Linked DNA regions of Mus musculus: all the other regions are linked to region 6. The links are chromatin contacts, called in public promoter capture Hi-C maps. All regions are on one chromosome and are shown on one strand. The core of a region is the stretch at or near the end of the contact, and the rest is flanking DNA. Distances in the headings are between cores, read along the strand shown. Region 1 holds the start of Gpd1 (glycerol-3-phosphate dehydrogenase 1 (soluble)). Region 2 holds the start of Fmnl3 (formin-like 3). Region 3 holds the start of Sp1 (trans-acting transcription factor 1). Region 4 holds the start of Calcoco1 (calcium binding and coiled coil domain 1). Region 5 holds the start of Lima1 (LIM domain and actin binding 1). Region 6 holds the start of Acvr1b (activin A receptor, type 1B). Region 7 holds the start of Prr13 (proline rich 13).

Region 1 (3,663 bases), core at 711-3,210, 1.5 Mb before region 6:
CGGGAGTATTTAAGCAAAAACAAGGATCCGTTTCAGGCATAAATGCCCATTCTTTAGGGTTCCTATCATATGTGCCAGGGACAGGAACATCCTTTCTCTTCCACCCCTCGTAATCAGCGCTCCCAGCTGGCGGCCTGGCACCGGAGCCTTCATCTCTGTGCCAGTGTGATAAAGGAGAGGTCTGTGGGAGGCTAGCTCTGCATCAGGCAGAATCTGATAGAAGAAAAACAACTAGCTATTGATTGATTTCAGTGATTCTCCCCATCATTAGAGACTGCCTGGCCGCGAGACCATGATAGGCTGCCTCTGTGTAATCCCCGAGCTGAGAAAAAGACATGCTTCCAATCCTGACCTCCTACCCACTTCTCCTCGCCGCTGGTGGCATTGGTGACACTCCCCTCTAACCTAGTGCTGATTACTGTCCCTGGCCAGGGGCAGCCTGGGGGGGTGGGTGGCAACACTCCATTAGTGGTGTGCCAAGCCAGGAGGTCTGCACATGAGCATACAGTGGCGCCTGCCCTGTGGGTCAAGGTGCAGCACTGGAGGGCGAGAAGCCTGCGCTGCGCTTTCCAGAGTGACTTGGAAACCCGAGTTCCTCCTCTTAGTCAAACAGATGTCTGTGGGTGCCATGGAGCCCAAACTGCTGGATATGGGCCTGCCTTTCTCCCCCTCCCCCAAAGCTACACACCCACACCGGCATCAGAGACCACAGAGCTGCGGAGACATGGCTACCCTTGAGTTTTAGAGGCTGCTGCTGTAACTGGCTTCTCTGGCCCTGTCTAGAGACTGTAACCAGCTGTTTAATTTAAGGGTCCCTGTGGGATAAGCAGAGCCTGAGAGAAGAAATTGAAGGGAGATCAGGCTTATCCAGGAGCATGTGCTGGCCACCACCTTCTGCCCTTCCTGAAGCCTGGAAGGAGTGTGGGTGGGCCACGTGTCACCAGTGGCCTTTGACCTTCCTTCCCTTTAGAGACCTTCAAACGGAGATTATCTGAGGTGAAGGGGCAACCTGTGGGTCCCTGACCTGCAAGTAACCAAGATGACCTTGTTATTTTTAGTTTTCCAAGACAGGGTTTCTTTATGTAACCCCCCCCCCCCCACTATCTGGGAACTCACTCTGTAGACCAGGCTGGCCTCAAACACACAGAGATTCACCTACCTCTGCCTCCTGAACGCCAGGATTAAAGGTGTGCACCACTATGTCCATTTTCTCCCGAGATATTTTAATCCTTGGTCGGGGTGGGGGTATACACCAAAGCAGCCCCTTACTGTGTATGTGGTATTGTAGTATTATTCCCTAGAAGGTGCTCACATCCCTTGATCCTCTCACCCAGAGCCCGTGGTGGAGCTACCATCATGGGACATCATGGGAGTGGAACAGCTGAGGATCTGGGGGAGGCACATGCTAGCTAGCGAGAGCGATGAGGCGTTTGCCTTTGAAAACATCGCTGTTGCTGACGCTAGTGCTTTTTTCTCTCTCTCTCTGAAACAGACTAGCCTCGAACTCATCGAGACCCTCTTGCCTCTGCTTCCCAAGCGCTGGGGTTAAAGACATGCACCACCATGCCGAGCCCTGTCAGTTGCAGTTTATTTCAGTGCTGGAGACTGAAGGCATAGCTGGGGGGGGGGGGTGTGATAGCTGGGGGGGGGTGTGATAGCTGGGGGGGGGGGGGTGTTACTGTTTCTTGACCAGACTCAATACCAATACGTAGGTGGAGAACTAAGCCGAGGCCAAACGAGGGAAGAAGCTGGCCAGCACTGTCAGCTGGGAACTCGAGAGGAAAAGCTGGCCTGGCCTCAGCCTCAGTCCTGTTCTCCACCTGTCTGTCCCCTTTACTACCCTTTCTGCAGGCCAGACTCCTAGTCCCTGGGTGCCAGCCTCTGGGCCACCTCAGGGGCGGAGCTTGGCTGCACCCACGTGTGGTGGAGTTAAATACTCGGAGCCCACACCCGCCGGGGCAGAGAAGCAGCAAGCAGCACCATGGCTGGCAAGAAAGTCTGCATTGTCGGCTCTGGCAACTGGTGAGTGGTTCTGTGAAGGGCAGGGGGGGAGGGAAGGGCTCTCCGAGGGCTGAGGGGCTCCGCGGAGGGAGGCTGGGTGAGCAGGAAGCGGGCAGAGGGTAGGAAATGCCCTCAGGAGCCAGCTGGACTCCTGCTGCCGTCTCCAGTGCTTACGGTACACAGGACAGTCTGTGCCCAGCCTCCCGGCTGTGCCCGCCTGGGCGCTGCACCTGTTCACCACAGGAAGGTGAGCAGAGTGCTGTTGCCTTCCCTGCCTGAGAAGCTGCCTGCGCGGTGTAGGGAAGGCTAGCCCACCTCCCCAGCAGCAAAGACTGGATAGATTGAATCTTCTATTGCCAGTTGTGGGAGACACATTCATCATAGGGGACCAGGGTGGGAGTAGGGGGGCGGAGTGACGTGAGAGTGAGAGGCAGGAGGTAAAAAAAAATCCAACAAGCTTTATGAGTTCCTCCCCCTCCTCCCTGTCACCCTAGTCCACTTTCCTGTGTTTCCTCTCCCGCCAGGGGCTCAGCCATTGCCAAGATCGTGGGTAGCAATGCAGGCCGGCTGGCACACTTTGACCCACGGGTGACCATGTGGGTGTTTGAGGAAGACATCGGGGGCAGAAAGCTAACTGAGATCATCAACACTCAGCACGAGAATGTTAAATACCTGCCAGGGCACAAGCTGCCCCCCAATGTGGTGAGCTCCAACTCGATGTGAGAAGAGAGAGAGAGCGAGGCAAGGAAAGGGTATACTCAGTCAACACGCAAAAGTGACTTCGAGGTGCCTCCTTCCCAGAGGAGGGGAGGAGGCCACTGTAGGCGCCCGCTGGCTTGGTGGAGCAGCAGGCGGGGTGCTCTAGGCCTGGAGTACCCCTCCCCCATTAAGCCCCTATATTACTCTTTTGGAATCTTTCTGGAATCTGAATGTACCACCCCTTAGAGGTGCTAGGTGGAAAAGAGGGGTCTCCATGGCAACCAAAGGCTGGTTCTCAGGCTCCCGGACTCGGGGTCCAACTTCTCCTGCCTGCCCTGAACTCTAACCCTGTTACTCATTCACTGGTTATTAGCAGATCTGAAGGCTGATCATTGGACTTTTGGTCTTTGGTCAAATCCATATGGCATTCTCCTCACCTAGAAAGGGGGGACAGAGAGTCCGCAGGGAGACTGGGGCTCCCACTGCCAAGTTCGGGCCCCTAAGACGCAGCAGTGATGAAATCTTAGTTGGCCTCTTCCCCCTGCCAGGCCTAGGCTGCCTTTGGCAGTCTTCACTGACCCATAGCCAAGGGCTAAACGTGTGGCAGCGTGGAGGCAGGCGTGTTCTAGGAAGCTTCAGTGCCCCAGGAGAGCTGGGGACAGGGAACACAGAAGTTCTGATAGTTCCTGTTAAAGTCTCAAAAACCCTCCCTCCCCTAACACTGGCTTGGAGATCTTCTGCAAGGGGGTCCCCTTGGGACTAGGAGAGGTCTACCAGGCACACGAGAGCTTCTGCTCTCCTTCACAGGTGGCCATCCCAGACGTGGTCCAGGCTGCAACAGGCGCTGACATCCTGGTTTTTGTGGTACCCCATCAGTTCATTGGCAAGATCTGTGACCAGCTCAAGGGCCACTTGAAGGCCAATACTATTGGCATATCTCTTATTAAGGTACCAGAGACGCTT
Region 2 (3,724 bases), core at 120-2,619, 1.8 Mb before region 6:
TCTGAGTCCAAGTTGGTGCCATTGAGATGATGATGTGAGGCTCCCCACATTGCAGAGGCCAGGATCTCTAGACAGCTCCACTGCTGCCAACAGATCTAATCTCCCTCTTCCAAGGCAGATGAAATCCAATAAGGCTGCTAAGTCTACAACTTATCCCTCCTCACGGGCAAAGTCAGTCCTTCAGACCGTACCAACAATACACCAGAATTATTACTATCTCCTAATAGCTCTTTGGGGGAAGAAGTGAAAGCTATTTCCCCAAGTTTTTCAGATTTATCTGTTAGCGTTATGTTCATTTTTTTTTTAAAGCTTCATGTTGAACATGGTCCAGCTTCCTCTCAGTGATACCTGCTACTAACCTCTCTATTCAGAGTCACTCACATCAACGTCCAAGCCCCAGGGCAAAGGAGAATCAGTTCGTCTTTAGAAACCATCCCTTTTGAAACCACAGAAGGACTACAAAGAACCACAAGCAACGGTACACGAACCAGTCACCAAAGTTTAACATGAAACGAGGGAGGATAAAAAACCAGGCGGGATGGTTTGTGTATTGTTTCAATTGGGGGGAAAAAACTGTCTAGTCAAATGGCTTATCCACATGTTCAGCCTAGGCAAATCCACTATAACTTAGCAGGATGCCTGCAGGCGGTCCTGAAATAAGTAGAATGGCATCGCTTCTTATCCCACCCCCCACCCCCATGGGCAGCCAGCCCCTTCTCCAATCCCCCCTTTTCCTCCCCGAAACATCTGGTCTGAACGCGAGACCCGCTCTCATGAAGGAGGAAAAATGCCTGATTTTGGCTGGGGACCCAACAGCTTCCGAAACCGTCCCACCAGCGAGGTCCCGGGAATGGAATTCCGGCAGCGGACCGGGAAGTCTGAGGGAAGTGGGGAGGGAGGAGTCTGGACCTCGGGCAGGTCCCGGGCTTGGGGACCCCTCCTCCCCGACCCCCGACGGGCCGCTCCGAGCTGCCGGCCGGGCCAGGCGTTGACGGGGCTGCGGGGGTGGGCGGGACCCGGCGGGGGCTGTGGGGGCGGCGGGAAGGCAGCAGCGCCGGTCTCACCAGCACTAGGGCGAATCTCTCTTCCAGCTCGCACGGCTCGGGCATCGGCGTCTTGCCGGGCGGCAGCAGCAGCGGGACGGAGGGCGGCTCGCCCGGGCCACCGTCGGTGCTCTCCAGGTTGCCCATCGCGGCGGGGCCTCCTCCGGGCCTCAGCCCTCCACCTCCTCGCCAGGGCCCTCAGCCGCTCCGACCTGGCTCCTCCCTCAGCGCCCGCTCCCCAGGCCCGATTCCTCCGCCCCTCAGGGGGCGCCTCGCAGTCCGGCGGGCGGCGGCGAAGCGCTCGACGCGCTGAAGCGCGCCTTATTCATGCAGGCCACGCCCACCGCCCACCGCCCCGCCCGCGCCTAACTGACAGCCGCGCCTCCCAATCACAGAGCCTCCCGCCCTCGGCGGCCTCGCGCCTGGCTGCGAGCGCGCCCTGGTGGCCCTTGGTGGGCATCCAATCGCTGTGTTTGTTGGAGGATGTAGCCACAGAGCGCGGACTGCAAAGTTAACTGGGAACACTAGGGAGACCACCATCTGTGACTCAGGTCTGTTCATTCCAGCACTGGAGAGGCTGCGGCTGAAGGACTGCTTGATTGGAGACCAGCCTGAGCTACATAGCAAGACTGTCTCAGAAAAAAAGCAACTTATCGTGAGAGCCATGTATATAACCCCGGAGAAGTCACACCACCACCTTCTGAGCTTTTGTCGACTGGAGGGAGAAATTTGCGCTTGAAAGAATGATTGAAATTAGCCGGGCGTGGTGGCGCACGCCTTTAATCCCAGCACTTGGGAGGCAGAGGCAGGTGGATTTCTGAGTTCGAGGCCAGCCTGGTCTACAAAGTGAGTTCCAGGACAGCCAGGACTATACAGAGAAACCCTGTCTCGAAAAACCAAAAAAAAAAAAAAAAAAAAAAAAGAATGATTGAAATTATTCCTGTGAGGGCTGGAGATGGCTCTGCTGTTAAGAGCAATGGCTGTCCCTCTGGAGGACCTGAGTTCCATTCCAAGCAACTACAGAGCTGCTCACAACTGTCTGTAACTCCCATTTCCAAAGGATCCGCGACACCTTCACACGTGTGATACGTAGGAAAAACACCTAGAAAATGCACGTTTTTAAAAAGGTGATTGCTGTGACCTAATGTCCATTTCGGCCTGGCTCACAGAGGATTTTATTATCCAAGGATGGTATCTCTTTTTCTGGAGCCTTACACAGACTTCTCCAGGTCTCAAGTTCCTGTACAATGCAAACAGTAAACCATACAAACAGCATATCAGAGAACAGAGGTTAGACTGTGGAAGTAAATGCCTTGGATTTGGTAGAAAGCGATCTGTTAGGTCCTTCCGCTGCTCACAGCCCTCCAGCTCTGATGGAACCGAAGACTGCTGGCTCACCACTAGACTCTGCTGCACGCCACACTGTGGCAATGCCTGCTTTCTGGAGAGGTCATGCATGCCCTTCCCTGGACTTGGCTTTAGGAAGGATGGGATTCCATCCAAAAGAGACTCGGGAGGGAGATATATTTGACACAGACATCCAGGGAGGGGAAAGGCTTCTTCCTGACAGACAGAGACAGGTGAAAGAGGCATTTAGAATAAGACCTTATCAACTGGTATGAAAATAGGAGAACAACTCTGCTCTGGCTTGTCATTACTAACAAGGTGATGGGCTTCTGTCATTTCTGTCAGCCTTTATCCCTCTTCTTCTGGTGATAGAGAAGTTCTCTTTTAGAGAACCACTAGATTCTGTTTTTGGCTGAAGTGCAGCTGGACTTTGCTCCTATCAAGGAGCAGGACTTGGCCCAAGACTGCCCAATGTTAGAGACTGTAGGACTAGTCAAGGCTGTAAAGGAAGAGTCAGGAAAGAGGCTCTCTGTTCCTGGAGCTTGAGAATTGTTAACCCATAAACCTACAGCTATTCTTGCTTACCTTGCCATCACGTCAAGCCCAACCTGCCTGAGAATGAAGCTAGTACATGGAGAACAGCTGCGAGGGTAACACAGACTCCAGATGACTGGAAACCAGATCCAACCGCTCAAGTTGTCACCCAAATGTTTTAGTCATTCATTCAACAAACGCTTTTTTGAAAAGATTATTATATGTCAGATGCTTTTCTGAGCATTGAAGATACATATGTGAGCAAAAAGAGCACACTTGTTTATCATGAATACTCAAGTAACATGGAGCATAAATAGAAATTTGACGGGAAGCGTGCCTTCTTCATCCCTGTGTGGTACCTCTTCTAATATTGACAAATCAGCCAAACATATAGCTTCCTCTTTTCCTTCTCCACGATCCTAAACATATACTTGCCCAACTTTAAAAATAAACTGTGGTGGTGCACGCCTTTAATCCCAGTACTTGGGAGGCAGAGGCAGGTGGATTTCTGAGTTCGAGGCCAGCCTGGTCTACAGAGTGAGTTCCAGGACAGCCAGGACTATACAGAGAAACCATGTCTCAAAAAACCAAAATAAAGAAAGAAAGAAAAATAAAGAAACTTTGTCTTTATGTGCTCGTGTCTGTTAGATCCCATGGAACTGGAGTTACAGGCGGTTGTGAGCCAGGTCCTCTGAACAGCAGAGCCTCTTAACTGCTGAGCCACCTCTCCAGCCCCTTTCCTGATTCCCTCAACAGAGACTTCCAGAGCAGAGACATGATGATAAAACTGTAGACTCATA
Region 3 (3,268 bases), core at 288-2,787, 1.2 Mb after region 6:
TCCTAAAAGTGTGTACTACCATGCCTTACATTGAGTTTGTCATAATCAGTGCTAAATGCCTATTTAACTGGGACAACCAGGTATCTCAGCTGTCACTTCACATTTCCAAGGCCATCTCCAAAGGAGCAGAGAGCCTCGGTTCCTATCTTTAAAGTGTTTCCCTTTTTTTACAGGAGCATCCAGCCCGTAAAGTAGGACACATTAAGTGATTAACTGTATTAGTTCCAAGTACTAAACGTGGTGACACCAGTCAGTGACAAAGTTTAAATGAGGAGAAAGAAGGCGAAATGGAGGCCAGAGATTGAGGTGCCTAAGGCAAAATCTTTAACCTTTGTGATTGCAAAAGGAAGTAACTAGGTTAGCGTGCTTTCTACTAAGAGGGAAAATGGAAGTAGTTTATGAGAGCTTGGCTTCACGAAGTTCCCCAGCGTGCGTTACTCTGAAAGCTGAGTTGGTTTAGCAGGTCTGGGGCAGCTTAAGAAAATGGCGCTTGCTACATCTTCCCGAAAGACTTCCATATTGGTCAGCTCAGTCGACTTGGGTTTTCGCGTGCCGTCACCAAGCTGTCGTCCCGCCCGCCGCCGCAGGGCTTCCACCCACGGCCAGGGGGAGCCGCCCGCCCATCCCGGCAGGGGTGACATTCGAGGGGTGCTGTGTAGGAGCGGGGAAGGGACAACCCGAACAGTCTCGGGCGACGCGACACTCTCGCCCTCACGCGTCTCGACTCTGACACTTGTGGAGGGCTCCACTCAAGCGCACACCCTAACGAGGGAAGGAAGCCTCCCGAGGAGGGCCAACATGGCGACCAACTCCTTTTGGCACAGCCCGGTTCCCTCCTCAGGATGGGCGGCCCTGTAACGACCATTGGCCAAAGCTAGAGGCGGTGCCATGCTGCCTTCGCTGCCTCATTGGCTTGAGTATCGGAGGAGGAAGCCTGTTCTCCTCTCCCCATTCCAAGTTCCAGCCTCCACCTTCTCCTCGGCGCGTAATTGGCTGTTCGTTCACGTCAATACGCGTCCTGTTCCGGCTCTTTTCAGTTATCGTCCAATCAGAACTTTCTTAACTGCCCGCCTGAATTCTGATTGGTTTAGGAAGCTTGCTCCTATCCCATTCCGGCCTATTTCTTACTCTTCCCCCTACACGGACTTTGCCCAGGCATGCCCAGGATTCTGGTTGGTCGTTGTCCTGTCTTTCTTACTTAAGCTCTTCCTATCCCTACCGCTCACGGAGCCCGCCTGGAGGTTGACTGGTTTCTCTGCAAGTCCATCGTCATCTCATCCCGCCCACCACCACTTCCTGAGTTTCTAATTGGTTGCTAAAACTGAGAGGGCGGCCTTTCTGGGCGGAAACCAAGTACGCAACTTGCTCTTACACGCCTCAGCGAGAGAGCGAGTCCTACCATTGGGTAGGCAGCCCGCCTTTCCTCTGCAAGGCCCTCCTTTCACCCTCCCTCATTGGGCGGGGCAGTAGATAAGGGGCGGGGATTAGGCCGGGCTTGTGGTGCGCTGCTCCCTCCTCCTTACCCCCCCCTCCCTGTCCGGTCCGGGTTCGCTTGCCTCGTCAGCGTCCGCGTTTTTCCCGGCCCCCCCCAACCCCCCCGTACAGGACCCCCTTGAGCTCGCCCCTCAGCTGCCACCATGAGCGGTAAGGATGAGTCCACTCCGAGCCTAGGGGTGGGAGGGGAGTGAGGGGGCGCGCGCGAGGACCGACCGGGCGGTCCCCGCTGTGAGGGGGGGCGGGCGGGAGGCGGCGGCGGCGGCCTTGGTCCCGCCCGGGGCGGAGGGAAGGGAGGGAGAAGGGGCAGTGGCGGGGCCTCGGAGGAGGAGGGGGATGGGCTACCCGCCCCGGGGGAGGGGGCAGCGTGGCCTCGCCCGCCCCCTGCCCGCCCCGGCCACGAGGGACGGGCCTTACCCCCCACTACCCGGCCGGCCGCCTGAGGCTCCTCCCGTCGGGGGCTGGCGCCGCGGGGGCGGCCCGACCAGTGCAGGCCCCGCCTGGGCCAACCGCCTCCCCGGTCCGCCCGCCCTCCGGTCGCAGCCTGCCCCGGGCCCTCCCCCGCACCCCCGTAAATTTCCCTTCCCCCATCCGACCCGCCCTTGCCACGCCTCTATCCCCGAAACCGCCCCTTCCTTCTTTGGACCGCCTCCTCAGCCCCAAACCTGGGTTCTAATCCCTAGACCCTTACCTGTCCTCTCAGATGTTTCCTCACCTTCTCTTAGGATTTACTCTTTCTCAGTCCCTTCCTGTTATTGTTTACACTAGATCTTTCTTCATCTCTTATAGTCCTAATTTTAGCACACTTTCCATCCACCCACATGTTGGGTCTCCTTTTCCTTCCAGGATGCATTTTTTTTTTTTTTCTTTTTTGAGATAGGTTCTATGTGGTATTCGTAGTAACTCGAAGTTACTATTGCAGCCCTCAGACTTTTAGCTGTCTAGGTGCCTCTTCCTCTTGAGTGCTGGGATTAAGAGTGCTATCAACCCTAAGGAGCAACTCTTTATTTCTGAGACACTGAAATTCCAAATTCCCTTTCTCAAAAGGGCTATTTGTATTGGGATCAGTTCTTACTCTGTAGGCCTGGAAGACCTAGAACTGGTGAACCACCTGGCTCATCCTTCCAAGTCTTGGGATTATAGGTGTGAGTCACCATGCCTAGCTTCCAAAGCAATTTTTGAGTCATTTCTGGGGTTAATTTGTGCATAGGAAAATAGTGGCCTGTCTTGGGCACCATTAAGCTATGTGTCTATGGCTTTGGCATCCCAATTTACTATGTAGCTGAGGATTTCTTTGAACTTTTGCCTCCACTTCCAAATTCTGGGATTTTAGGCTTACCACCATATTTAGACCTATCTGGCTAAGATCTTTTTAAAAACTGTTCTGTCAGTCATTGCTGACGGTCAAATCCTTAATTTTAAATCTTATGTTGTTTTTAACACACCCCCCCCTACACACACACATACACTTAATTTATTTCTTTTGTAATTATTTTTAGACCAAGATCACTCCATGGATGAAGTGACAGCTGTGGTGAAGATTGAAAAAGATGTTGGTGGCAATAATGGGGGTAGCGGCAATGGTGGCGGTGCCGCCTTTTCTCAGACTCGAAGCAGCAGCACAGGCAGTAGCAGCAGCAGTGGTGGCGGAGGAGGGCAGGTGAGTGATCAAGGATGGGGAATGTGTTGAAAGGGTATAAATATTCTTAGAAACTTCCTTAACCAAAAATTCTGGGAAGAAAAATACAGTAGGGAAGTACACTCAGAAAGATAG
Region 4 (3,599 bases), core at 669-3,168, 1.5 Mb after region 6:
TGCTCTTGGGGGCACCGATCCGTGAGTTGCCTATCTCGATCAACTCTAGGGAAGCAGAAGAAGGCGAGCTTTGGCTTTCCTCCAAGGCTAGAGAAGGGGAGGATAATAGGAAAGACAGGTTCTGTCCTTCAACTTCTATTCCAGGAAATCAAAACTTCTGGAGGTGGCAGTTCAAGGGTGGAGTGAAATATTCAGTAGGAAGGTGGTGGTGTGCAGAGATGGAATGTGGGGGCCTGGAGCCAGGAAAGCCCCGCCCTTAGGCAGGGAAACAGGTTAGAAATAGGGTAAGTCAGGGGCCCTGAGAAGGGGAAATATACATTCGGCGTTGAGAAAAGGCAGAGATCAACGAGAAACATTCTCCCCCCCCCCACCCCCATCTTGACGGGAGCAGAGCTAGAAAGCTAATGATTTGTTTGGGTGTTAGCCCAGCTCCAGTACCCTATACCCATTTTCTTGTTGGCTCCTCTTAGCCTCAATTCTAAGAGTCCAAATCTTGACATATGTTTGGGTTAATGGCAGGAGATAAGCAGATAAAATGGAGTTAGCTAGGGAGAACTAATTGGAAAATAGATAATAATAATAATAATAGCAACAACAACAATCAAGAGTTCAGGGGGTAGAATAGTTGGGTGGGTAGAGGTGCTTGCCACCAACTCAAGGTTGGGAGAAGAGAACTGATATCCCCAAGCTGTGCTCAGACTTCTGTACACCTATCTTCACACAGACACAGACAGACAGACACACACACACAGAAGTAAAAAAAAAAAAGTTAAAACAGAGTAGTACTCAGAGATGAATAAGAACAAAGTATGGATGGTGTACATGTTTGAAATGAAACTCACTGTATATTAACTTAAAAAAAAAATACACCTCAGTCCAGAGCGGGGAGGCAGCCCTTTTCTCTAGCCCACACATCTGCTTCCTGTGTCAGGTGCAGCTGATGTGTCCAATCAGACATCACCACTAGTCATATGCACACCCCCAAACATCACAAACCCACACCAGGCTGAGACAGTGGGGGAGGAACTTTAAAAGAAATTAAACACTCCATGGAGAAGGAAAGGTGGGCCAGCAATGCAATAGGAAACAGTTTCTTTGTCGGCTTTTTTTTTTTCATCTATGAAAAATCTCTCATTACAGCTACTCCGTGTTTTCTTCAATATAAGTCTTCTTAGGTTAGAGTGAGATCTGTCTCTAAAGTTCTACCCGTTGAGAACCCCAAACCCCTCCTTTCCCACAAAGACAATCTGTAACAGCTGCAGATATTCTTCAGAACTGAAAGTGTATGTGGTCAGATGCTGATGTTCAAATGCATTCTCTCTCTCTCTCCCTCTCTGTGTGTGCGTGTGTGTGTGTGTCCCCTCTCCACTGTAGGGCTCTCAGCGTTTTGGCGTTCCACAAGTTGGAAGTTTTCCCCTCAGGGATTCAGCGTAGTAAAGGCCTTTGGATCTTTGGATTTGGGTAAGAGAGAGAAGGTCTGTGAGGGCAAAGACTTGCCTGGAAAAGATTAAGCAAATATTTCAGTCCCTTCAAGCTTCCATAATCGGATCGAGCTTTACTGAGGAGGCCCCGCAAGAAAGTGAGGACAATGCGGGCTACTCCTCAAGGCCCCCCTTGAAACCAACAAAACCGAAACGTGGGGGAGGCTTCCTTAGTGCGTAAAGTATTAAAACCTAAACGCTCCTACCGTCCTCTTCTACAGTTCTCTCGGATTAGCCTTTCGCAGGCTGAGAAGCGGGCTGACCACCCCCGCGTAAGCCCACCCTCAGTTAGGCCAAGTTTCTTACCCCACGGACGGATCAGCTGTTCCCCTCACCTTTCACCAACAACAAAAACAGCACTCCGACTATAGGAGGGGAGGGGAAGAGTGACGCGAGAGCTTCTGGGGCTTGTGGTTCTTCTATGACTCGACACTGTCTACTTTTCTACCTGTGGAACTACATGTCCCAGGAGGCTGCGCGCGAGGGGCGGGGAAGAGGGCGGGGCGGTGATGGACTCAGCGTGGCATCCCGGGAGATGTAGTTCTTACTCCCGAGGCAGTTCAGGAGGGTGTGTCTTCCAAAGGACTTCACGGCCCATGATTCCTTAAGAAAGGGCAGGCTGATCTAGTGGAGGCTGCTGGTTCGTAGCATGCTTAGTGGGAGAGTTGACGGCTTTAACGCGTTCTGCACAGCTCTTTTCGGTGGGGCGGAACGCTTCCAGCACAGCCTTCTTGTTCGCTTTTACAAGATAGGCTGTAGTGTTATATCTACTTACAAAAGAAAAAACTTGTCTAAGGAATCCTCTAGGGTCAGGGCTATGAAACTGTAGAACTCTGCCAGGCCTCTCCCAAGCTACGAGCTACAGCCACCATGTTGTGGGTGGGGAAACTCACAGGGGTGGTAGTGGTTATTTATTTTTAGCTTGTTCTGACTTCAGGGTTGACAGAGCTTGTAAAAGTCTCAAAGCTTACTGTTTGGTTCCAGCTTGAGAAGATTTCCATGCCAAGGGGTCCGATAACACACACACACACACACACACACACACACACACACACACACACATACCACACCTGCACGTGCTCCCCCTGGAGTGGCTTCTGGGGCTAGGATTAGGGGACATAGCTTGAAATGGTGGCTAGGCTGTGGAATGAAAAGCATGCGGTTGAAGAGAGAGCTTGGCAGGACTGCCACAGCTCACAACAAGCTACTTAGAGAGGCTTGTTTGCCCAAGCCTTTTAACTGGCTTAAATTAATTAGAGCAACAATACAATTGTTGCTATAGGGTTGTTTTTTGTTTGTTTGTTTGTTTTGTTTTGTTTTGATAGGCGAAAGAGTCACACTGTTCCCACACCGCAGTCACTTAAGGACTTGAACCGTCCTCATCGTTGTGGGTGGCCTCCAACCCTGGAAGAGTTCAACCCCCCCCCCCTTTCTCAATATTAAAGGATTAAGTGAGATGTAATGCTACACACCTATAACCCTAGCAATTGAAGAGGCAGAGGCAGGGAGATCCTGGAGATTTCGATTCTGACTCAGGCTACACAGGAGACCCTGTCTCACAAATAAATAGTTATGCCGGAAAGACAGCTGTCCTCTCCTGGTTGGGTCCATTCTAATTATCTGTGGCAGTAGGTTCTGGCGGCGCCTCTTCTTTTACTTTTTTTTTTTTTTTGGTAGTTTTTTTTTTTTTTTTCCTTTTAAGATTGAATAGGGTATTTGATGCTGTCCTTGGGTGCCTTTCATTTGAAGATCTCCAAGCATTAAGTCACTGGGCTGCACAAACATTAAGATGACATGTCTGTGTCATTAGTCAGGATTTATGAGTTAGGGCACAAGCTGCTGGATGGGGAGATAGTTCAAGGTCCTGGGTTAGCTACGAGTGAAGCCTGTCCAAAGACTCAAGTCTCAAATGTTTATTTTGTCTGCATTCAGAATGAAAGCTTGTAAAAATCTCAGTCTCAAATAGAGCTAAGGTAATAACAACTTCCATGTTTGGGATGCTTACAGCGTTTTTAAACAGCCATAACGTATGCCCTATTATCATCCCCATTTTACGTGTAATGAGAGCAACACTCAGACAGCTGAGTAATTCGTGAGGTTAATCCAGCTAAGTGGCAG
Region 5 (3,538 bases), core at 267-2,766, 1.3 Mb before region 6:
GAAAGAAAGAAAGAAAGAAAGAAAGAAAGAAAGGACGAACGAACTTCTCTGGGCTGGCAAGATGGCTCAGAAGATGAAAACCTTTGCTGCACAAGACTAAGGACCAGAGTTTGATCCTCAAATCCTAAGTTAGAGAGAACCAACTCCTATAAGCTGCCCTCTGACCTCCACAAGCCTACCATAGCACGATGGCTGGTATTCATGCACACACATCACACAAATGGTAATTTTTAAAATATATATATATATATATATATATATATATATATATATATATATATATATATATATATATATATATATATATATATATATATATATATATATTGAAGGTCAGGGACAGTGGAGCACACCTTTAATCCTAACATTCAAGATGCAGAGGCAGCCATATTTCAGGCAGCCAAAGCTAGATAGCCAGCTCAAGGCTAGTCAGGGATTCTCTGAAGAAGCAGAAAGAGGAAGAGAAGAAGAAAAAGGAGGGAGAGGAGGAGGAGAAGACAACGACTGAGGAGGAGTTGTTCTTTCCTGCTAACTCTATAGCTTTTTGAAGGCTGTCTAAACATGATCACACTTGGTCGTCCATAGACTAACTGGACTAGGTATTTGTACCAGTAACTATGTAGATACAAAGTAGCCCACTCACCCACTTCCGTGCCAAGGATGATCTGCCCTCCAAAGGTCAACGTCTTAAAAACATAACCTCACAGTCTTCGGCTAACTTGCAAAGTCAACAGAACCATTTGGATTAGGCAGATTTTTGAGAGCTGGAATTAGTTGCAAGACAATAGCAGATCAGTATCTCTCACCAGGATCAGCTAAACTCATTGTTGTGAGCACCAATAAGAAGGCTAGGACGGGTGCCAGATGGTTCGCTCCTAGCACCCACGACTTCGAGCTCCAGTGTGTGTGGCCAGGGGTGTACAGTTACCTAATATTAACACCTACGGATGCGAGTGAGCAGTGGATCCCAGCTCAAGTACACCATAGCGATTTGGGAAGGACACAGCAAGTAGGAACTGTTCGGAAGGATGTTAAGTCTTAACCAGAGTTCATCTGGAGGAATGGACGGGAGAAAAATTGGAAAAGGAACGGCCGCGTGGAAGAAGGAAAGAGTGGCAGGATTACCTCCCTAAGAGGGTGTTTTAACTTTTGATGAAATGCCACTTTCCCTCCATCCCGTGCGAGACCAGGGGCCCAGGCAGCGAAGTCTCAGTCCCTTGGACTTCCCAGAAGGGAGGGCGGAGCATGGGAGGCTCCTCCAACGTGGACCCCAAGGGGTGAGCCTCCTGCTCCTGCTACCCACCGCCTCAAAATACGCGGGGAGAGTGCGGGGCTCAGCAGGGTCTCCGCGCGCATGCAGGCTGCGGAGGGCGAGGCGAGAGGAAGCGCTTACCTGACTAGAAAGCCGTCGGGGCTCGGCGCTGCACGGCCACGGTCCTGCGCTCTGTCTGCCCAGCGCACCTGTCGCAACTGGGCTGCAGCACCTTCAGCTCCGCGGCCCCGCCCCGGCCCCGCTCAGAGCCCCGCCCCCTGCCGCGGAGGCGCGCCCGTCTCCCGCCTCCCGCGCGGCCTTGGAGCGAACGTGCTCGCTCCCGGCGGCGTGTTCAACTCGTGACCGGAGCGTCGCCCTAGTAGCGGTGGTGTTGCAGGAGGCGTGGCTCCTGTGTCAGCCTCCAACTTGGTCGTGTCCCCTTTCTGGCTCACCCTATCTCTCTCTGACTAGAGATTGCAGCAGTTTGATCTGAGACTCACCCAGAAATCTGGTCTAAGTGCAACTTCAGGGAAGTTCCTGGTGCTGTCGGGGTAAGTTCTGTGGAAAGGTATTTTAAGAGAGGCCATGCCCTGTGCTGCAAAGAGCTGCCAAAGAGGCCTGGCTCAGACTACATTGGATCACTTCACCTCAGTGGACCTGAGTTTCCTCAGGAAAGGATAGGATTAGATAAGAGTAGGTGGTGTCCAAGTTCTCCAAGAGCTATGGGTTTTGTTTGTTTGGTTTTTGGTTTTTTGTTTTTTTCAACAACGGGTGGTTTTCCTTCATTTTCTTTTGAGACAGAGGAGGGTCATCACATGTAGCTGAGATTAGCCTGGAACTCACAGTGTAGCTGAAGTGATCTTTGAGCTGTTGGCTCACAAAACTGCCCGTAACTCCAGCACCTGGGGAACCTGATACCATTTTCTGGCGTCCGTGAGGAACTGCACACACATCACACACTCACACACATATACATACTAATAAGATTAAATAAAAGTCTTTTTTAAAAGAGGCTCTAAGAGAAGGGTAGTAGCACACACCCTAGAGTGGGCTTGCACTTCTCAACAGTGTCTGCAAGACCTGTTTCTGTTTCTGCACTAGGAATGTGAGGGTCTGAATAGATCATGAGGAGACATAGCATGTGGCCATCCAGCCCTCAGATTCTTGGCTCCACCACCATTCCTCTCTGCACGAAGCCTTTTGATAGTATCCTTTCCTGAGGTCTAGTGACATACCAAACGAAAGGAATTCTGAGGCTTTTCATGTGAGTGTTGATTAGTATCATAAGGGCCAGTGGTAGAAAGATTTGTTCAACTCCTAAAGCAGTCACTGGCAAAGGGCACAGGACATGTGGCCTTTATCCTGGCAACTGAGGTAGGATGGTTGCCTTGAGTCCCTGGATGTCCAGTGTTACAGAGTGAGAATAACCCAAAAGGAACAAAACAAGAAACCTACAAAAAGCTGTTGATGAACAAGTTTTAAGGAATTGAGCCATTCACCAAGGATAGAATATCATTCAAAAATCTAACCTAGACTGATTTCTGGATAAATGTACTAAAGAAGCAAATTAACTTTATTCGAAGATTAAAAGGGTTTTGTTTTTGTTTTTGTTTTTTTAAACGGGAAATCAGCAAACTTCTCTAACAGCTTGGGAAAGGAGCTTCATAAGCCGAACAAGGAAGTAATGATATTGGCTTTGCTTTATTTGATACGGTCACATGGCAGCTCCCTAGTTATATAACCAATTGACTGGTTGGCTATCTGTGAATGGCTGTCTCGATTCAGAATTAATCAGTTAGAAGGACTTTCTGGTACAAAAATAACCTTAGGCTAATGGCCTGCTTATTTTGTGTTAACACCATTAAACATGAATAATCCAAGGCCTGAGAACTGGTCACCACCCACAATGGGCCCTCGTACCCTTGATCACTGATTGAGAAAATGCCTTATAGCTGGATCTCATGGAGGCCTTTCCTCAAGGGAGGCTCCTTTCTCTGTGATAACTTCAGCTGTGTCAAGTTGACACACAAAACCAGCTGGGACAGGAGAATGTTAAAGAGGATGTGTTACCAATATGGGACCGGACTTCAACAAACTCACTCTGTTGTATACGGAATCCCCTCAATAGAAAACACAGGACCGAGCCAATTAGGAGTCCATTCTCCACAACAACAGCAACAGCAGCAACAACAACAACAAAAATGTGTAGCCTGGGGGCTGGTGAGATGGCTCAGTGGGTAAGAGCACCCGACTGCTCTTCCGAAGGTCAGGAGTTCAAATCCCAGC
Region 6 (3,535 bases), core at 91-2,590:
CTGAGTAGTCCTGGCTCTTCTGGGACTCACTCTGTAGACCACACTGTCCCAGAACTCAAGAGATCTGCCTGCCTCTCCTCCCTCCCTCCTTCTTGACGGTCTTCTCTATCCCTTGGTCTCACACATGAAACTATCTATGACTTTGAAAGGCTAAGATGTTGCCTGTTTTCTCCTAGTTGGTTATCAGAAGCAGAATACAGATCCCAAAGTCTCTTGTGAGCTCTTCAGAAAGATACGGGATCATTTGCCTTTTATAAGTATTTCCTACTAGGTTTGAAAGTAATGTTTATCTGGAAACTATTTAGAAGTTACTGGAATACTTAAAGGAGAAACAAAAAATTATTTCAGCCTGCCTCTGTGGCACACACACCTTTAGACCCAGCACTTGAGAAGCAGAAACAGGCAGTTCTCAGTGAGTTTGAGGCCAGCCTGGACAACATAATAAGACTCTGTCTCAAAAACAAACTGAAAACCTTAGTAGTAATATTGAGTAATATCGTTCCCTTTTCTCCTACGCATACATGCATACATATCATCCACAAAAATTTATTGTAAAGGTTGGTGTTTACATTTTCATTTAACATGGAGTAACATTTCCTCGCGCCATTAGTTTTTGTAAACCGATTTTTAATCACTAGTGCTCCTTCACATGAGTGAGCCACAGTTTATCTAAGCTTCTATGATTGCTTCTCTAGTTTCCAGCTTTTTCCAATGATAAATAAGCAAGGGAACATTTTGCGTAAATATTTAGCCTCATTATTTCCTGAAGACAGACAGGAGGAAATGCCGGGCAAATGCAATGCGTTTTGTGAAGCTGTCTGATAGGTGCTGTCACATTGTTTCCCAAAATGGTTCTACCTGGCCAGCACCCTCACCAAGGCTGTCAGCCGTGCCAGCCTAGCTACATTTCGAAAACACAGACGCTCGCTCGCACAGGTAGTTGTGTCCAGCTCGCTGCAGCGGGAGGGAGCCTCGAGGGGACGCCGGTCAGGAGACTCTGGCGACGAACCCAGCGGGACACAACGGGCCGGAGGGTCGGGGCTGGGGGAAGGAAGGAGGACGGGCGCCGGCGCGGCCACTCCGCGGAGGGAGGAGGGAGACTGTCGGTCGGCGGACCCGGCCTCCCCCGCTTTCGGCTCAGCTCCGCACGGGTGCGCGAGGTTGGCCGAGGCGAGAGCCTCCGCCCCTTTAACAGGGACCCTCCCCTTTAAGGCGGGCGCACGCGCGCACCCGGCCCCGCCCTTCGGGGGCGCGCGCGGCGGCGGCCGCACCGGCTCCCGGGAGCTCACGTGCCGGCGCGGAGCGAAGGAGCCGGGCGCGCGCGGGCGGGCGGGAGGAGGGAGGGAGGGAGGGAGAGAGGCGCCGGGGGCGCGCGCGCGCGCTGGGCGCTGCTGGGCTGCGGCGGCGGTTACTATGGCGGAGTCGGCCGGAGCCTCCTCCTTCTTCCCCCTTGTTGTCCTCCTGCTCGCCGGCAGCGGCGGGTCCGGGCCCCGGGGGATCCAGGGTGAGTCCGGGGCGGGGATGGGGGGGGGGGGCGCGGGATACAGACGGCCAGGCGAGGCCTCGCGCTCGCCGTGGGGCTCGGGCGCGCCCCCTCCCCAGCCGCGCAATATGGCCGGGCGGGGGGCGCGGAGGGCCGGGGTGGCGCTGGGTCAGCCTTGGGGACCCGCGCGCTCTTCCAGACGGAGCCCGACCGGGGCGCCCAGGGGGTCGCGCCTCCTGCACCCTCCGCTCCCACCCCAGGCTTCCTCGAGATGTGGAGGTCCCTGGCTCCTGCCCTTCAGCGCGTCCGTGCGAGGGGGGTTATTCCCTGCCAGCAGATGCTCCTGGGGGCGCCTTTTCTCCCGCCAAGATTGTGGGGTTCGACGATGGGGGGCTTGTTTCTCCGATGTGTTCTGTTGCCGAGAGCCTATGCGTACCCTAGGCTAGGAGGGTAGGGGTCTCTAAGCCTCCCTTCATCATGGGGTGCCCCTACCCTCTTTCCCCTGCCACCCTGATGGTCTAGGCACCGGAGTCACATTCCCCCTTCTTTCGCTCAGCTCCTTGGGTTCTGCAGGGCACCCCCCTCCCACCCACCTCGGATATCCATGCCTGTAGACGCTGTTTGGAGGAAATGGGGCGAGCAGGCCCCTAAACCTTTTTGGAGATTGGCCTCAGAGCCATTCCAACCCTGTGAAAACCTAGTTCCCCAGCTGTTAATCTGAATCTAGGTGTATGTGTGTTTGCATGCCTCCTCACCTCCCCCACCCCGCCCCAGGGGGCCCATTCAGTTAATCACTCCGAGGATGCTTTTCAGGTGAGATCCTGAAAACTGCTTCCAACCCCCCCACCCCCAATTATTTAAAGACCCCCACGGTTGGACCGTCTCCCTGGCCCTTGGTCAGTACTTTTGCCTTGACACACAGTCCCTCCTCCCGGCACCCACCCTCCACACACACCCCTTACCTTCCAGCCTTAAGGGCCTTGTGTGGCCAGGCCCACCCCCACCTTTCCCAGTACAGAGGTGGAGACGTTTCTGTGGGACACTACACCGGCTGTGTTGTTTATGAGGCTTGTGAGGCTGGGAAGAGCCGGTGAAACCCTAAAATATTTCATCTGGTAGTATTCTCAAATGTGCTTTGGCATTGGGGTTACAGAAGAAGGTTATATTTGGCAGTTGCATCGAAGTGATTATTGACCCACAGATGGATATGGTGAGACAATTAGGGGTTGTATTTGCTGCTCCCATTGTACAAAGCCTTCTGCTTTGGCTTCTCAGCCGCCCCCAACCTTCCAGCAATGGAAGTTCGTGTGTGTGTGTGTGTGTGTGTGTGTGTGTGTGTGTGTCTGTCTGTCTGTCTGTCTGTCTGTCTGTCTGTGGCTCTAATCTGCACGCGCACACACACACACACACACACACACACACACACGAGATGCTCAGGTGGGTCTTGGTTTAGTAACGCAGACCCTCAGTAGAAGACACCATGCTACTTTGGAGTCTCAAAACCAAGTTCACTATCCCCGTCTTTGATGTGTTCTTCCAGAGTGGCGGGGCTTGTGCGTCGGCGGCGGGGTCTTTGTTCACTGGCTAGTGCTTCTGCTAGGCACTGTGCTGAGTTCCCTGTGTTGCTGCTGCTCTGTCACAGGTAACTGAGCGGCGGCGGCAGAGACTGGTAAACCCCGCCGAAGGTGGATGAACAGCCTTACATTTGTGGGGAGAGAGTGATTTTCATAAATAAGAATGTTCTCTGGGGCTTGTGGGCCATGTTTCGAGATCTGTGACAGTGCTGTTTCCCTAGTAGGGTGGTAAAAATAAGGACATTCCGTCTTCAGGTTTGTCGTGTTATGTGTGTATAAATAAATCTCTAAGTCCCTCCAGTGAAATTCATATCCTGCCTCTAGCATCTCCAAGATTTTGAAACAGTCAGTTCCCTGCTGATTTGGTGTCTGTCTGTGGGCTTGCCTTGTTGCTAGCATAGTTAAGAATGTTTAATTGGTAAGCCAACTGGTTCTGAACACGGTTTGTTTTTGTATCCTCCCCAAACTGGATGCTTGT
Region 7 (3,725 bases), core at 366-2,865, 1.3 Mb after region 6:
TTGTAAAAGTTTGAGATCATCTTGGCAACATAGCAGGCTGAGGCCATCCTAAACTGAGTGTGAGATCCTGTCTCAAAAATAAATAAAAGTGCCGGGCATGGTGGCGCATGCCTTTAATCCCAGCCCTCGGGAGGGAGAGGCAGGAGGATTTCTGAGTTCGAGGCCAGCCTGGTCTACAGAGTGAGTTCCAGGACAGCCAGGGCTATACAGAGAATACCCTGTCTTGGAAAAAAAATAAAAAAAAATAAAATAAAATAAAATAAAATAAAATAAAATAAAAGTGTAGAGGGTGGGGAGAGGAATGTAGACAGCTAAGGTCCAGGCCTTGTGTGGCTTGTGGGAAAGTCCTTGATTTATTCATCATTTTATCTATGAACAGGGTCTCATGTAGCGCAGGATGACCTAAAACTCTCTGTGTTGCCAAGGGTGACCTTGAACTCAGGATCCTGTAAGCCCTATCTGCAAAGTGCTGGGGTTAGCTGGGCTTGGTGGCCCACACCTTTAACCCTAGCACTCGGGAGGCAGAGGCAGGTGGATTTCTGAGTTCGAGGCCAGCCTGGTCTACAAAGTGAGTTCCAGGACAGCCAGGGCTATACAGAGAAACTCTGTCTCGAAAAACCAAAAAAAAAAAATTCTGAGAGTTGTGGCTTGCTTTTGTTTTTCTAGCACCCGAGAGAGAGAGAGAGAGAGAGAGAGAGAGAGAGAGAGAGAGATATGGGATGACTGCTTTTCATCCAAAGTCAACCCAAGTCATACTGGTAGATTGTCTCAAAAACATCAAAACCAAAAATGAATTCACTTAGTTACCCAGAACAATGACATGAAACTATAACTGCACCATCTGCTGAACACATTGAAACCCTGTCTCTTATCTTTCTACAAAAAAAGAACCACAGGCTGTGGTTCTAGCAGCTGGCAACATTGAAGCCCAGGGCTGGGACTCAGCAGAACTTCCTCCTTTTGTTCTCTGAGGCCTTTTTTTGTTTGTTTGTTTTTGTTGTTATTTTCCGAGTCAGAGACAGGGCTGGTCTGTGTGGCTCTGGCTGTCTTGGAACTCACTATGCAGACCATGCTGGTTTCAAACTCAGAGATTCACCTGCCTCTGCCTCCTGAGTTCAGGGACTAAAGGTGTTGTGCCATCATGACAGAGCTCTCTCTGAGGTTTTATGTAGGGTTCCCTAAGAAGCTAATATTGTCTTTAAATTCTGATTCTCTTCCTCCATTTCCAAAATGCTAGGTTACAGACAAGTCTACCCATCAAGCAGGCACTTGGTGCACATACACTGAGGCAAAACACTCATACACATTAAAAAAAAAAATCTTAAAATTTAAGCAAAACAACAACAAAAAAAAACAGTGAGAGTTTATCTCGTTGGCTCAGGTCCTTGCTTGGAGCTGACCCCGCCTCGGTCCCGCCCTAAGGAGCATTTCCGCTGCGTCTCCGTATTTCACCTGTATGTATTTCACAACGCAATGTTTTCTCCCTAAGGCTCCGCCTGGCGGCCAGCGCAACGGTTTCCTCCTTGTTTAGTTGGACCACAGCGATTGACAAGTCAGTTCTCCAATCATCGTGTCAAAGTGATCACATAATTATTAACTAGGTCACAGGGGCGGTGCGGAAGTATAGAATGAATAGGAGTGACCAGGAAGTGCGAACCCAGACTGAGAAGGAGGACAGGAGCGGGCTGGCGATCTGGGAAGGTGACAGGGCATCTGGCCTCCCAAATTCCATCTCTCCTCTTAGCTGGGCCAGGGATCCATTTATTCCTGAGAACTAAGAACTCCATTTGCTCTTTGGGGGTTGTGTGTGTGTTCTAAGAGTTTTGGGACCTGGAGTGTCTTTCTTGATATTCAGGATGGGATTATTTGTTTGTTTATTTATTTATTTTTATTTATTTGTTTATTTTAGCTTCACTTCAGGGGTGCCCCCGGGGCGAGCAGGGAGTTTAGGTCCCATCTCACACTACGGATGCTTAAAGGCCTCCGGTCCCTTTCCAGGGAGAGGGAAATGAGACTTCTCCATCCAGGTGAGATAGTGAAAGTGGGAGGGGCCCTGGGAAGAGAGTTCCTGTGATTTAAATCCTGGGCTAGAGTAGGCTATGAGGATGCGGGAAAGAAAAAGGGAACTTTTTTTTTTGTTTTGTTTTTGTTTGTTTGTTTGTTTTTGTTATTTCGAGACAGGGTTTCTCTGTATAGCTCCAGCTGTCCTGGAACTTACTTTGTAGACCAGGCTGGCCTCATTCGCCTGCCTCTGCCTCCCAAGTGCTGGTATTAAAGGTGTGCACCCCCACGCCCAGCAGGGAACTTTTTTTCATTTCCTTTTGTTTTGGGTTTGACACAGGGTAGCTCTAGCTGTCCTGTAACTCTTTTTCGACCAGGCTGGTCTGGAACTCAGAGATCCACCTGCCTCTGTTTCCAGAGTGCAGCCCATTTTTAAGTGGAGGTTTATCTGTGAGAGTCTTGGTAGGGTGGAGGCTGTAGGGTGGGGCTCGGGTTCTCGAAAATCCTCCTCCCTTCCTGGAACCTTCAGACTTTGCCTGGTTTACTTCCTAGGCTTGAGCTAACATCTCGACATGTGGAATCCTAATGCTGGTAAGTTCCTGGGGGCTCTCCTCTGACCTGCCCCAGCCCATTTTGCAATGAAACAGGAAGTTTCTATCTATCCCCGCAGCCCCAAGCAAAAGCAAAGCCACCGGACCACTGCTAGTTACCAAGTTCTGCCTTTCCATAAGGCTTAAGAACGGTAGTGATTTGTATTATGTGTTGATAGAGGTTCCGGACAGTTCTAATCTTTATTCTCGGATTCTTCTTCCAGGACCGAATCCATATCCACCCCAAGTTGTGTGCCCAGGAGGTTCCAATCCTGCCTGTCCACCACCTCTCAATCCTGCCTTTCCCCCTGGCCCCTGTCCTCCCGGAATTCCCCAGGGAAACCCAGCTTTCCCTCCGTGTCGTCCCCCTTATCCTGTACCACAACCAGGGTGTCCAGGATACCAACCCTCAGGTCCCTACCCTCCCCCATACCCACCACCTGCTCCTGGCATGTGCCCCGTGAATCCTCCGGCTCCTGGCATGGTGGGTCCCGGAATCGTGATAGACAAGAAGACTCGGAAGAAAATGAAGAAAGCTCATAAGAAGTCGCACAAGCATCACAAGCACGGGAAGGTCAGTGTCATCTGGAGCCTGGCTGGGGAAGGAGCTCCGTTCAGAGGGACCAGGGGTGATCAGGAGTTGGGGAAGGACTTTCACGGTTTGTGGGCACAGGCGATGGTGTGTGGGAGCGGTAGCCCGCAACCTTGTCGCTTTAGCAGATGTAGATGGTTTTTCCTTTAAGTAAGGGGATCCTCCTGAAAGGAGTTTAGTAATATTGAGGCATCAGATCACTCCCATCTGCCAAGGAAAAGTGAAGGGGTGCGGGGAGGATTTCTGTGCCAAAAGCCCTCGACCTTCTTTACCTAACTCTTTCCCAGTAACTTCCCTCACCCACCCCGGGTGTATCCTTTGGTAAATTGGACACACCCACTGAGGTTGTCTAAATGTCAAAAGAGTGACAAAGCACAGTGACAAAGCATAATAGTTTACTGAGTGGTCATATGGCCCTTAGTTCCTGGATTTTCTTTATCTCCTTCAGTATTCCCTGGTACTGAGTTAATTCCCTGGACGAGCCTTCTGTGACTCAGCCTCCAGCAAAGCCTGGGGTGAAAGGGGATTTTCCTTCACAAGAC

The links. Promoter capture Hi-C pulls out the DNA fragments that hold promoters and counts their contacts.
Region 1: a contact with region 6 is called in a promoter capture Hi-C map of pre-B cells, with 2.6 times the contacts expected there. The contact joins the promoter of Gpd1 here to the promoter of Acvr1b in region 6. A contact is called at or near these places in 1 of 39 promoter capture datasets (pre-B cells), 1 of 115 datasets of contacts at active chromatin or transcription factors (embryonic forebrain) and 1 of 9 other capture datasets (liver).
Region 2: a contact with region 6 is called in a promoter capture Hi-C map of embryonic stem cells, with 7 times the contacts expected there. The contact joins the promoter of Fmnl3 here to the promoter of Acvr1b in region 6. A contact is called at or near these places in 2 of 39 promoter capture datasets (embryonic stem cells and pre-B cells).
Region 3: a contact with region 6 is called in a promoter capture Hi-C map of pre-B cells, with 2.8 times the contacts expected there. The contact joins the promoter of Sp1 here to the promoter of Acvr1b in region 6. A contact is called at or near these places in 3 of 39 promoter capture datasets (the C10 cell line, neutrophils and pre-B cells).
Region 4: a promoter capture Hi-C map of pre-B cells shows a contact between it and region 6, with 4 times the contacts expected there. The contact joins the promoter of Calcoco1 here to the promoter of Acvr1b in region 6. A contact is called at or near these places in 1 of 39 promoter capture datasets (pre-B cells) and 1 of 484 Hi-C or Micro-C datasets (B cells).
Region 5: a contact with region 6 is called in a promoter capture Hi-C map of pre-B cells, with 4 times the contacts expected there. The contact joins the promoter of Lima1 here to the promoter of Acvr1b in region 6. A contact is called at or near these places in 1 of 39 promoter capture datasets (pre-B cells) and 1 of 484 Hi-C or Micro-C datasets (CD4 T cells).
Region 7: a promoter capture Hi-C map of hippocampal neurons shows a contact between it and region 6, with 2.2 times the contacts expected there. The contact joins the promoter of Prr13 here to the promoter of Acvr1b in region 6. A contact is called at or near these places in 6 of 39 promoter capture datasets (the HPC-7 cell line, cranial neural crest, hippocampal neurons and 3 more).

What each region holds. Positions count from the first base shown.
Region 1 is chr15:99,715,627-99,719,289 of GRCm38.p6, forward strand. Gpd1 (glycerol-3-phosphate dehydrogenase 1 (soluble)) reads left to right here and starts at 1,961. Exons shown (of 8, transcript NM_010271.3): 1 at 1,961-2,022; 2 at 2,526-2,703; 3 at 3,508-3,648. The coding sequence starts at 1,982. Gm16537 (predicted gene 16537) reads right to left here. Exons shown (of 3, transcript NR_155353.1): 3 at 1-213.
Region 2 is chr15:99,369,113-99,372,836 of GRCm38.p6, forward strand. Fmnl3 (formin-like 3) reads right to left here and starts at 1,370. Exons shown (of 27, transcript NM_011711.2): 1 at 1,065-1,370. The coding sequence starts at 1,190.
Region 3 is chr15:102,404,779-102,408,046 of GRCm38.p6, forward strand. Sp1 (trans-acting transcription factor 1) reads left to right here and starts at 1,538. Exons shown (of 6, transcript NM_013672.2): 1 at 1,538-1,644; 2 at 2,994-3,154. The coding sequence starts at 1,638.
Region 4 is chr15:102,720,260-102,723,858 of GRCm38.p6, forward strand. It overlaps Calcoco1 (calcium binding and coiled coil domain 1), which reads right to left and starts at 1,919. Exons shown (of 15, transcript NM_026192.3): 1 at 1,788-1,919.
Region 5 is chr15:99,873,940-99,877,477 of GRCm38.p6, forward strand. Lima1 (LIM domain and actin binding 1) reads right to left here and starts at 1,517. Exons shown (of 11, transcript NM_001113545.1): 1 at 1,394-1,517.
Region 6 is chr15:101,172,732-101,176,266 of GRCm38.p6, forward strand. Acvr1b (activin A receptor, type 1B) reads left to right here and starts at 1,341. Exons shown (of 9, transcript NM_007395.4): 1 at 1,341-1,504. The coding sequence starts at 1,414.
Region 7 is chr15:102,457,555-102,461,279 of GRCm38.p6, forward strand. It overlaps Prr13 (proline rich 13), which reads left to right and starts at 1,616. Exons shown (of 4, transcript NM_001170911.1): 1 at 1,616-1,701; 2 at 2,554-2,592; 3 at 2,816-3,165. The coding sequence starts at 2,574.